Linked DNA regions of Rattus norvegicus: region 2 is linked to region 1. Evidence: chromatin contacts called from public Hi-C data. All regions are on one chromosome and are shown on one strand. Each heading gives the region's core, a stretch centred on a gene start, on an enhancer-like site or on the middle of the called end of the contact. The rest is flanking DNA. Distances are from core to core; before and after follow the strand shown.

What was found. Hi-C and Micro-C count contacts between places; a contact is called where the count stands out from the background.
Region 2: a contact with region 1 is called in a Hi-C map of liver, with 3 times the contacts expected there. The contact joins the promoter of Kctd11 here to the promoter of Tnfsf13 in region 1. A contact is called at or near these places in 5 of 12 Hi-C or Micro-C datasets (the A7r5 cell line, kidney, liver and 2 more).

Annotation. Positions count from the first base shown.
Region 1 is chr10:54,899,984-54,904,188 of GRCr8, forward strand. Tnfsf13 (TNF superfamily member 13) reads right to left here and starts at 1,832. Exons shown (of 6, transcript NM_001009623.2): 1 at 1,308-1,832; 2 at 918-996; 3 at 735-782; 4 at 469-584; 5 at 111-249. The coding sequence starts at 1,538. It overlaps Eif4a1l (eukaryotic translation initiation factor 4A1 like), which reads left to right. Exons shown (of 2, transcript XM_039087310.2): 2 at 662-1,308. The coding sequence ends at 746. It overlaps Tnfsf12 (TNF superfamily member 12), which reads right to left. Exons shown (of 7, transcript NM_001001513.2): 6 at 3,539-3,663; 7 at 2,633-3,379. The coding sequence ends at 3,128.
Region 2 is chr10:55,101,069-55,105,338 of GRCr8, forward strand. It overlaps Kctd11 (potassium channel tetramerization domain containing 11), which reads right to left and starts at 2,387. Exons shown (of 1, transcript NM_001108831.2): 1 at 224-2,387. The coding sequence starts at 1,623. The coding sequence ends at 925. It overlaps Acap1 (ArfGAP with coiled-coil, ankyrin repeat and PH domains 1), which reads right to left. Exons shown (of 22, transcript NM_001105796.2): 19 at 4,010-4,119; 20 at 3,807-3,917; 21 at 3,410-3,459; 22 at 2,972-3,132. The coding sequence ends at 3,032.

The DNA of each region.
Region 1 (4,205 bases), core at 582-3,081:
AAGTTCCCAACTCCCTCGTATAATTCCCCACACCAAGTCAGCTCTGCTTGAGTGGATGTGACCTGCTCTGCTCATTCAGATCAACCCTCTTCAGACCCCACAGTTCTCACCTGCACTGTAGCAGCTGTTGTAGGCACGGTCAGGATCAGAAGGCATACTTTTGATACACCGGAATAGAGTCTCCCTTCTCCCTTGGCCTTCCCGAGATACCACCTGACCCATGGTGAAAGTCACATCATGAAACAGGACCTGTCAGAGGAGGGAGATGCTGAAGAAAACCAGGACGGCACGGTTCAGTCCTTAGGGGCCATAGGATCACTGGTAGTGGAGCCAGGCAATAAGGAGGGGTTGTTCTGGGTTTGGTATGAGCAGAGTGATCAGGGAAACCCTCAGTACAGACAGGGTACATAGAAGAGACAAGCCAGTCTCCATGTCCACATTGGTCGCTCAGGGCTTGTCTGGGATTACCTGACTATATAGCAGATAAATTCCAGTGTCCCGGACTCGAACAGTGTCTCCTTGGGCCTCCAGGCCTCTCCCACGCCTAAGAGCTGGTTGCCACATCACCTCTGTCATGTCAGAGTCTGCTAGAGGTGAGGAGTGTGCAGGTCAGCATTTCTTCACCCTCATACACATGAGCTCTCTCCCTTCTCATTTCTAGGGTTCTCTTGGCCCCAGCCCCACAGTTCCTGGTTGGTGCCCCTCCCAGTGCGGTTATTTCAAATAATGCTTACCCTTGGAGGTAATGTTAATTGGAACAAGATGCAGAACGGACTGCTTCTCTAAGGAAAGGAGGAGGAAACAGCAGTGTTGACCTGCCCCCGGAGTCCACCCTCCACCCTCACCTCAGCTCTGGTCGTCATTCCTCATGCTCCTGGCTCACCTCCAACCCTGCAGAAACCCCAGGGCTCACTCACTCTTGTGCTTCTGGGTGAGTACTGCTCTCCTTCTCCGAGATTTGGCCCCATCCTTCCAGGCTCCCAGGACATCAGGACTCTGCTCATGAAAGAGGGCCAGAGTTTGACTAAGATGTTAAGGATCTTACACAACCTTCCCAGCCCTTCTCAACGCCTGAATGGCTGAAATGTAGGAACCTGTCATAGGCCCCTGGTCTGGGCACTGACTGCCTTTCAGGTGCTCTTGGCATTAATCTTTAACTGTTTATTTTCCTGGAACGGCTGGCTGTTCCCTTGACTTCCCAATCCAGGGCCACCTCTAGCACTCACTTGAAAGTTTGCAGGTTGAGAGGCTCTGAGAGCCTCTGCCATTCACCCTTTACCCCTAGATTCCCATCTCCCTTAACTCACCTGTTCCCAGAGGCTCTGCCATGGAGGCTCTCCCCGCTTCTGGGAAGCTCCTCCACTCCGCTGCAGCCGGCTCACCTCCCGCCTTAGGCTCTGCAACTCTGCTTGTTGGATCAGTAGTGCGACAGCACAAGTCACAGCCCCCAGAACTGCCCCCCAACTCAACCAAAGAGTGACCGAAAGGGCTGGCTCTCTGACTGAGCCTCCCATGTTGCCTGGAGATGAGGCTGGCATGAGCTAGGGACCCTGCTGACAGCTGTGGGCTGCAAGTGAGGTGGCCAGGAGGTAGCAGGGAGGGTGGGAATACAGGCAAAGGCGCAGAAGGGAAGAGCGAGTTACGCAAGGGAGAAATAAAAAGGAACTTGAGAATAGGAAGAAATCAAGCTAGGGTCCTATTAGTCCCCTGATCCCCAGCTAGTGTCCCTCTGACACCCCTGGCCCCCTCCCCCCCAAGCCTCAGGAGAATTTGGTGCCAATTATCTAGGAAGGGCAGGGCAGCCGTGACACCCAGAAGGAGCGGTCAGCGTTCAGGAGCCCAGGGGCGGCCCCTAAGTTGGAGGAGGGAAGGTCGGTTGGTTATGGGGCATGGTGCCAGGGGCAGGGAATGGGGACAAGCTCAGCAGCATGAGCCTTAGAAGGTGAGTGTGGTGGACTCTCTCTCTGCCTGAGGCACAAATGACAGCTTTGAGGAGGCTTGTTAGGGGTGACTGGAAATGAAAAAAAAAGGGGGGCTAGGGGCCAGCAGGGAGGAGAACCAAGGACAAGAAACTGGCAGGGTGCTGGGGTTAAGGCTGGGCCGGGTGTGTTGGAACCAGGCCTGCACTACTCCCTGTGCTGAACTTGGCAAGCCGGACTTCCTGTTTCCCAAGAAGAGTTCTTACATAAGGTTCTCTGGACAAAGAGAAAAGAAAAAAGCCCCAAGCCCCTCAGTCAGCGCAGCACTCCTCCCCACACCCATACGGCTGGCCCACCAGAGCCCTTCCTATGGCTCTGAGCCCCTTCCCGGGCTAGCTCCATTCCATCTCCTAGCCAGGCCCGTGCCAGCACCTGCTCAACTGCTGAATGTCCTGAGGCCGCCAAGAGGAAGGACCCTGCTCCTCCCAGCCAGGGATTCCCCTGCAGGAGGAAGTCCGCTGCTAGGAAAATGAGGCTGCTTCTGCAGCGCCTTGTGCAGAGGACCAGGTGGTTTTGTTGTTGTTTGCATGGTTTTTTTTTTTCTGGTATCTTTGTGATTTCTATTCAAAACTGCAGCTTGGAGGCTTGCAGGTCCCCATTCCCCAAAGCCTAAGATTCCCTTCCCACAACCTTCAGTTACACTGAACCCCAAAGAAGAGAAATCATGATTTATTCTCTTTAATATCCATTTAACATTTTGTCACAATAATAATAAAAATAGTATCTTTTCAAAATCCACAGGGATCCAGGGAGGAGCTTGTCTCCATCTCTTTCCCCTCACATTTGGGAACTTCTGGCCTAGTCCCAGGTTCTTTGGCTTCCTGCCACCAGGTCCAGCCTATCTTGATGCCTGATGCACATAGTCAGTAAAAACAGGGTCCCAGGGTTGGGGCGGGGTAGTCGGGTACGTGGGGGCTTTGGGAGCTCGTGAGGCGGGCAGCTGTGGTGGGGTGGGAGGTTACAGAAGAACGGGAATATGTCTGTGGAATGGAAAACATGTCATCAAGCCCTGGCTGCCTTGGAAGAGAGGACAGGACTGGAGCAAGGAACAGCTAGAGGGTGGAGGAGTGGGCGTGGGGTGGGGAGGTGCTGTGGTGCTCTGGGAGCTGTTAGGTTAAAGTTTAAAGAACCTGGGAGAGCAGGACCCCTCAGTGAACTTGAAAGAGTCCAAAGTAGGTAAGGAAGGGGGCAGCCTTAAGATGAGCCCAGGGGAGGGTACGGATCCGAAGGGAAGACCCTGGCCGCAGAGGCAACAGCCCAGACACCTGGCACAGACGGAGCTGGGGCCCAGGAGAGCTCGCTGCTGTGGCTGAGAATTCTTCCAGGCAGCGCAGGGCCAGCACACCATTCACCAGCAAGTCCAGCTTCAGGTAGACTGCCTTCCCCTCATCAAAGTGCACCTGGAGCAGAGAGAAACCAGCAAAATCCAGACCTCTGCCTGCCCTCATCGAAATCCAGGCATCTTCCTTCATGAAACCCAGGTTCTCCCACTCCCACCCATTCCTTGCCAAGCCTTCCTCCCCTTAGCCATCGCTCTACCCATGGAGCCCAGGGCTTACCTGACAGTACAGGTAGTAGAGCCCAGCCCTGATGACCGTAAATTCCCCAATCTGGCGGTCATAGCGCAGAGGGCTGGAGCTGTTGATTTTGGTCTCTTCCCAGCCACTCACTGTCCCATCCACACCTGGATAGGGGATGTGTAGGGATAAGTAGAAGCCCTTTACCAGACTCCCCCACACTCCCTAAGAATCCATCAAGTTTACATATTTGTGAGGTACAACCTACCCCGAAGGGTATCAGTGGCCCAGAGTATAGGTGGAGCCATGCCATTATGGTACAAGAAGTGACTAGAAGGTATTGTGTGAGGAGACCTAATGTATATGACCAGGGCACTTCAGGGCTTCTGAGGGGATAGAAGAGCAGTGCTGTAAGAGAGAGGCTGGGGTTTTCACATCTATCTCATCAACATGGTTTGTGTCTTGAACATATAAGATGCATGTGCATGTTTGTGTGTACATCATTTGAGTCGATTAAAAATGAGTGACGGGGGCTGGAGAGATGGCTCAGAGGTTAAAAGCACTGACTGTTCTTCCAGAGGTTCTGAGTTCAATTCCCAGCAACCACATGGTGGCTCACAACCATCTTAATAGGATCCAATGCCCTCTTCTGGTGTGTCTGAAGACAGCAACAGTGTACTCATACATAAAAATAAATAAATAAATTTAA
Region 2 (4,270 bases), core at 1,137-3,636, 200 kb after region 1:
CACACACACACACACACACACACACCCTATGATTAAACTAAATCTGAATCTGCTCTTACGCATACTATAGATATACCTGAGCCTGGAGAGTTGCTAAGCAACCCTAAACAGGTCTGGACATGCTAAGATCACAGAAGGACCAACAAACACAGGAGTCAGCAACACTGATGGGAACCAAGACACCAGGGAGCCAAGCAACATCAGATCACTGGCTGTCATGCACACAGACACACACACACACACACACACACACACACGCACGCACGCACGCACGCACACACGCACGCACACACACGAAAGAGGCCTCTGGATACCATGGACCAGTCCCACTTCCATTTGGGATCCCCTAAAACACGGAATTCCAGAAGGGAGCTCTAGCCCCCATGCTGCTGGAGGTTCTCCTAGCTCCCTTATATCATCCTAGGGTGGTGTGTCCCACAGTAGGTGGCTTGGGACATAGTAAAAAAAACCTCCCAGAGTGTACTGGCCTCTTAATGGTCACAGTAGGATAAGGTGACAGGTCCAGTAGAGGAAACCACAGTCTAGAGAACAGATTACATCTGATAATTCAAAGTGTGTCCTCCCACCTAGTGCTCAACCCTCCAGAGCTCTGCTAGGTTTAGCCTGGGCAAAGGGGTGCTTTCTTACTTTTCCACACCTCTGAATACAGAGGACCCATCCTTAAGCAAGAACAGGCTAGAGAATCCATGATGCTTTCCCAGGATAAGTCCCAGTATTGATCTTCTAGACCATTCACAAGTCTTGGGGGTAGTGGGGCAGCTCAGTTTGGGAATCCCAGGCCTGGTGGGATCCCTGACTCTCATAGCTCCCACACCAGAACTAGAAAGAGGTTTTAGAAGAGCCATTAGCCCCTTGGCTGTCTCACTCCCCCTCCTCTCCTCAGTCAAGTGAAGGGTAGCATCTTCAGTGGCGCACAAAGCGCAAGGATCTAGAGTTCAGAAGGTCTTCAGGGTCTGGGAAGACAGAATCCAGGCGGAAGCCATGTTCCAGAGCCACCCGTAGCACCTCCTCCAGGAACGTAGGCGTGTTCACTACCTCCCGCCGATCTTCTGGTCCCCCAGTCCACAGTGGCTGGAGCCCCAGTCTTTGATATTCTACTTCAGGGAGTTCCTGGGGGCGGGAGGCCCACTCTAGCCGAAAATGTGGACCTCCTTCTGCCCTGTCCCCACTGGCCACACCAAATCTGTTGCGCATGGCAGCCAGACACTCAGGGTCTGTGCAGAAGAGGTTGGCTCGGAAGGTGTCCACCTGGACAGAACTCAGCTCATAGTGGTGGGGGCCCCGTCGAGCAGAGAAGTGCACCAGGCGGGGGCTAACATCTACGTCAGCATGGAGCAGGGCAGCTGTGGACGCAGGTGTACCCCGAGAGGCTTCCAATTCCCGCAGTGCATCCAGGAGGGGCCGGATCTGGTAGAAGTCAGCCTCTGCCTTAAGAAGGGCAGTTTCTCCATACCCACGGGGCAGGTCCAGACGGCCTAGCCGCAGGAAATTGAGGATGTGCCGGAAAGCCTTACCGTCCCTGTCGATGAAGTAATGGCCATCTCCTTGCGGGTTGAGATTGGCCGGCATTAGGGTGTCAGCCCTAAACATGGCCCCCAGCATGGAGTCTGGGAAGCGTGTCAGGGTCTCCAGTGTAGTGGAATATAGTGTTCCCCCCACATTTAGGGTCACGGGGCCCCCAAAGGAAGGGGGTGAAGAGGACACAGGAGGGGGGGAAATTTTGGGGACTATAGAAGGCAGACAAGGAGAAGGAAAAAGCAGATTTTCGGAGTTTGGAAAGAATTGGGTGGTAACGTTCAGACTCGCTAAGTTGGAGGCAGAAGTTGGAGAACAAGACAGCAAAGTTTGTAGCTCACCCAAGCTACTTTGATGCTGGTTGGGAGCTTCAGGACACAGAAATCCCCGAAAGAATGAAAGGACCGATGTAAAGAACAGAAGGCAGCCACACAGGATCAGGGAGCTTTTGGTCCAGACGATTCTGATTGTGCGTGGTCAGCGATTCCCTCCTGTATACTTCAGACAGTGGGTTTCCGGAATTCAACCAGCAGGTGACGGTGGCGAGCACCGGTCGGACGCTGCCTTCAGCTCCTGAGTTTCTGAGCTTTTTTTAGTAGAGTCCACGCCGGGTTCCGAGGACCTGTCCAGAGCCCCAACCAGGGTTAGGGGCGCGAGTCCCAAAAGATGGAGGCGCAACTGATAGGAGCCAGTGGCCAGCAGTTCTGTATGGCTGAGGGGAGACGATGCTCTCGCAGTCAGAGCTGACAGTGTCCCAGGACTCTGTTGGAAACAAACAGTCCCAGGACTTGGGCGTTACCGCCTTCCTGGGTTGTCGCAGCAGCTACTGAGGTCCTCTCCACCCCCAGGAAGTGGCCTAAGGGCAGCGGTCAGTGGCCCTTTAAGCGACAGTCCCGCCCCTTAGCGCCCCGCCCTACACCCCCTTGGGCTGGCCGGGCTCTGCGAGGGATGGGAGCGGGGCCTTGCCAGTGGGAAAGATGGGGCGGACGAGCAGGACCGGCGGAGAGGAGCGGGGGTGGAATGATTCACTGGCTTTGTTGCGGATGTGGCTACGACGCCCCCCCACCCCCGTTCCCTTCAGGTGTGCATGACCTCACTAGTACAACTTGGTCGGGACTGGAGTCTCCAGTTCATCCCTCTATTCTGAAAAAATGCAAGTCTCAGGGTTGGATCCCGGTCGGGAACTCCCGAGGGGGCGGATGCTGAGCCATTGCATTCCCGGGATGCCTTCGGGCCATCCCGGCAAGCCCACGCGGTGGCTCCGCTGGTCGTCTGGGCTGGAAAACTCCTTCCTCCAATCTACTGGGTGCTAGTCAGCCTCCTCCTTTACTAGAGAAACCCTAACCTCATGAGTAACCACGGCTGCCGGGTGGCCAGTGTACCAAACACCCTGCCGGGCCCCCAGGTGGCGCACAGTAAGTGAAATGAGACAGAAAAAGCAAAGCCGAGAGACTTTAATGGAGAATGTGCCACAGCAGGGTGGGGAGGGACGGGATCAAAGCGTATGGAGGTCGTGACTTCGACGGCTCAGTTTCTCTGGGTCGTCCGACGCCATGAGGGAGAAGTCTCGGAATATGTCGAGATACGTCTCGTCTCCTGAGGAAGAGAGAGGAAGGGCTGGGGGGCTGGGAGGCTGGGAGGCTGGGCTACACAGGTGGTTCTGGCAGGGTAAGCACTTTACGTGTGGGTGCATCCTAAGCACAGAACCGGCGCCTTTTCCTTTGTTCCAAAGGTCAGGCACGTTCTCTGTGCCCAAAACATGTTTGTTGAACAAACAATGATATTAATGCAGTTGGGTACTAAGGAGATAGGTATGCAAGGACCAGCATTCCGGTATGGACATGGGGTCGGGGAAAATACGAAGTTACTTTACCTGTCTGGCCCTGGGCCGCTTCAGCCTCCCTCATCTTTGCCAATCGTAGCCTGAAGGGTGGGGATTAAGGAGTAAAAATAAGACCTCATACTCTTCTTCTCCAACTCCCCATCCTCTCAACAACTCCCAATTCTTGAGTTGCATCACTCTTTAAAAATGCTTGTCCATAACTAGTGCTTTAAATAAAGCTCAAACACAAACTTTTATGCAATGTCGGTGACCTAATAATGGCTCTCGAGGCGAACTCTCAGTATCTCACCTTACTGGTCGTGCACCTGCTCCACACCCCACCACACACACCCCTCCCCAGACCTCACCCTCCAAGTCTGGTTTTGGCATTAGCCCCACCCCAAAGATGAATAGACGGTCGTCTAAGCATTAGCCTGCTGATTCTCACAGAGTTACGATGTCAGCATTGGTGGTTTCCATTGCGATAGTCAGAGGGTCCCTGCCTTCTGTGTCTCGAGCCCCCAGATCCGCACCCCGTTTCAGGAACAAGCAAGCAAGCCTAGAGAGGACAGCTAAATTCAGCTGCAGTCGTCCCCCAACTTCATTCCCAGAAAGCTTCCTCCCCATGGTGGCATTTCCTCGGCTCCCTACCCTGTGTGGCCAAGAATGGTGGCATGGTGGAGTGGGCCCCGGCCAGCACTGTCTGCTTGGTTCACATTTGCCCCATTTTGGAGGAGAAACTCACAGGCTAGAAGAGAATTCTGCATGGATGAGATCAAGAAGAGATGGCATTTTTAAAGGTGGATTTTTGGATGTTTTAGGGTAGTGTAATCAAGATAACCAGAGTGTGGAGTGTGGTATTCAGGGTACAACTCGGTGTCGGGCTTGGCCCTCGATCTTTATACGCTCATA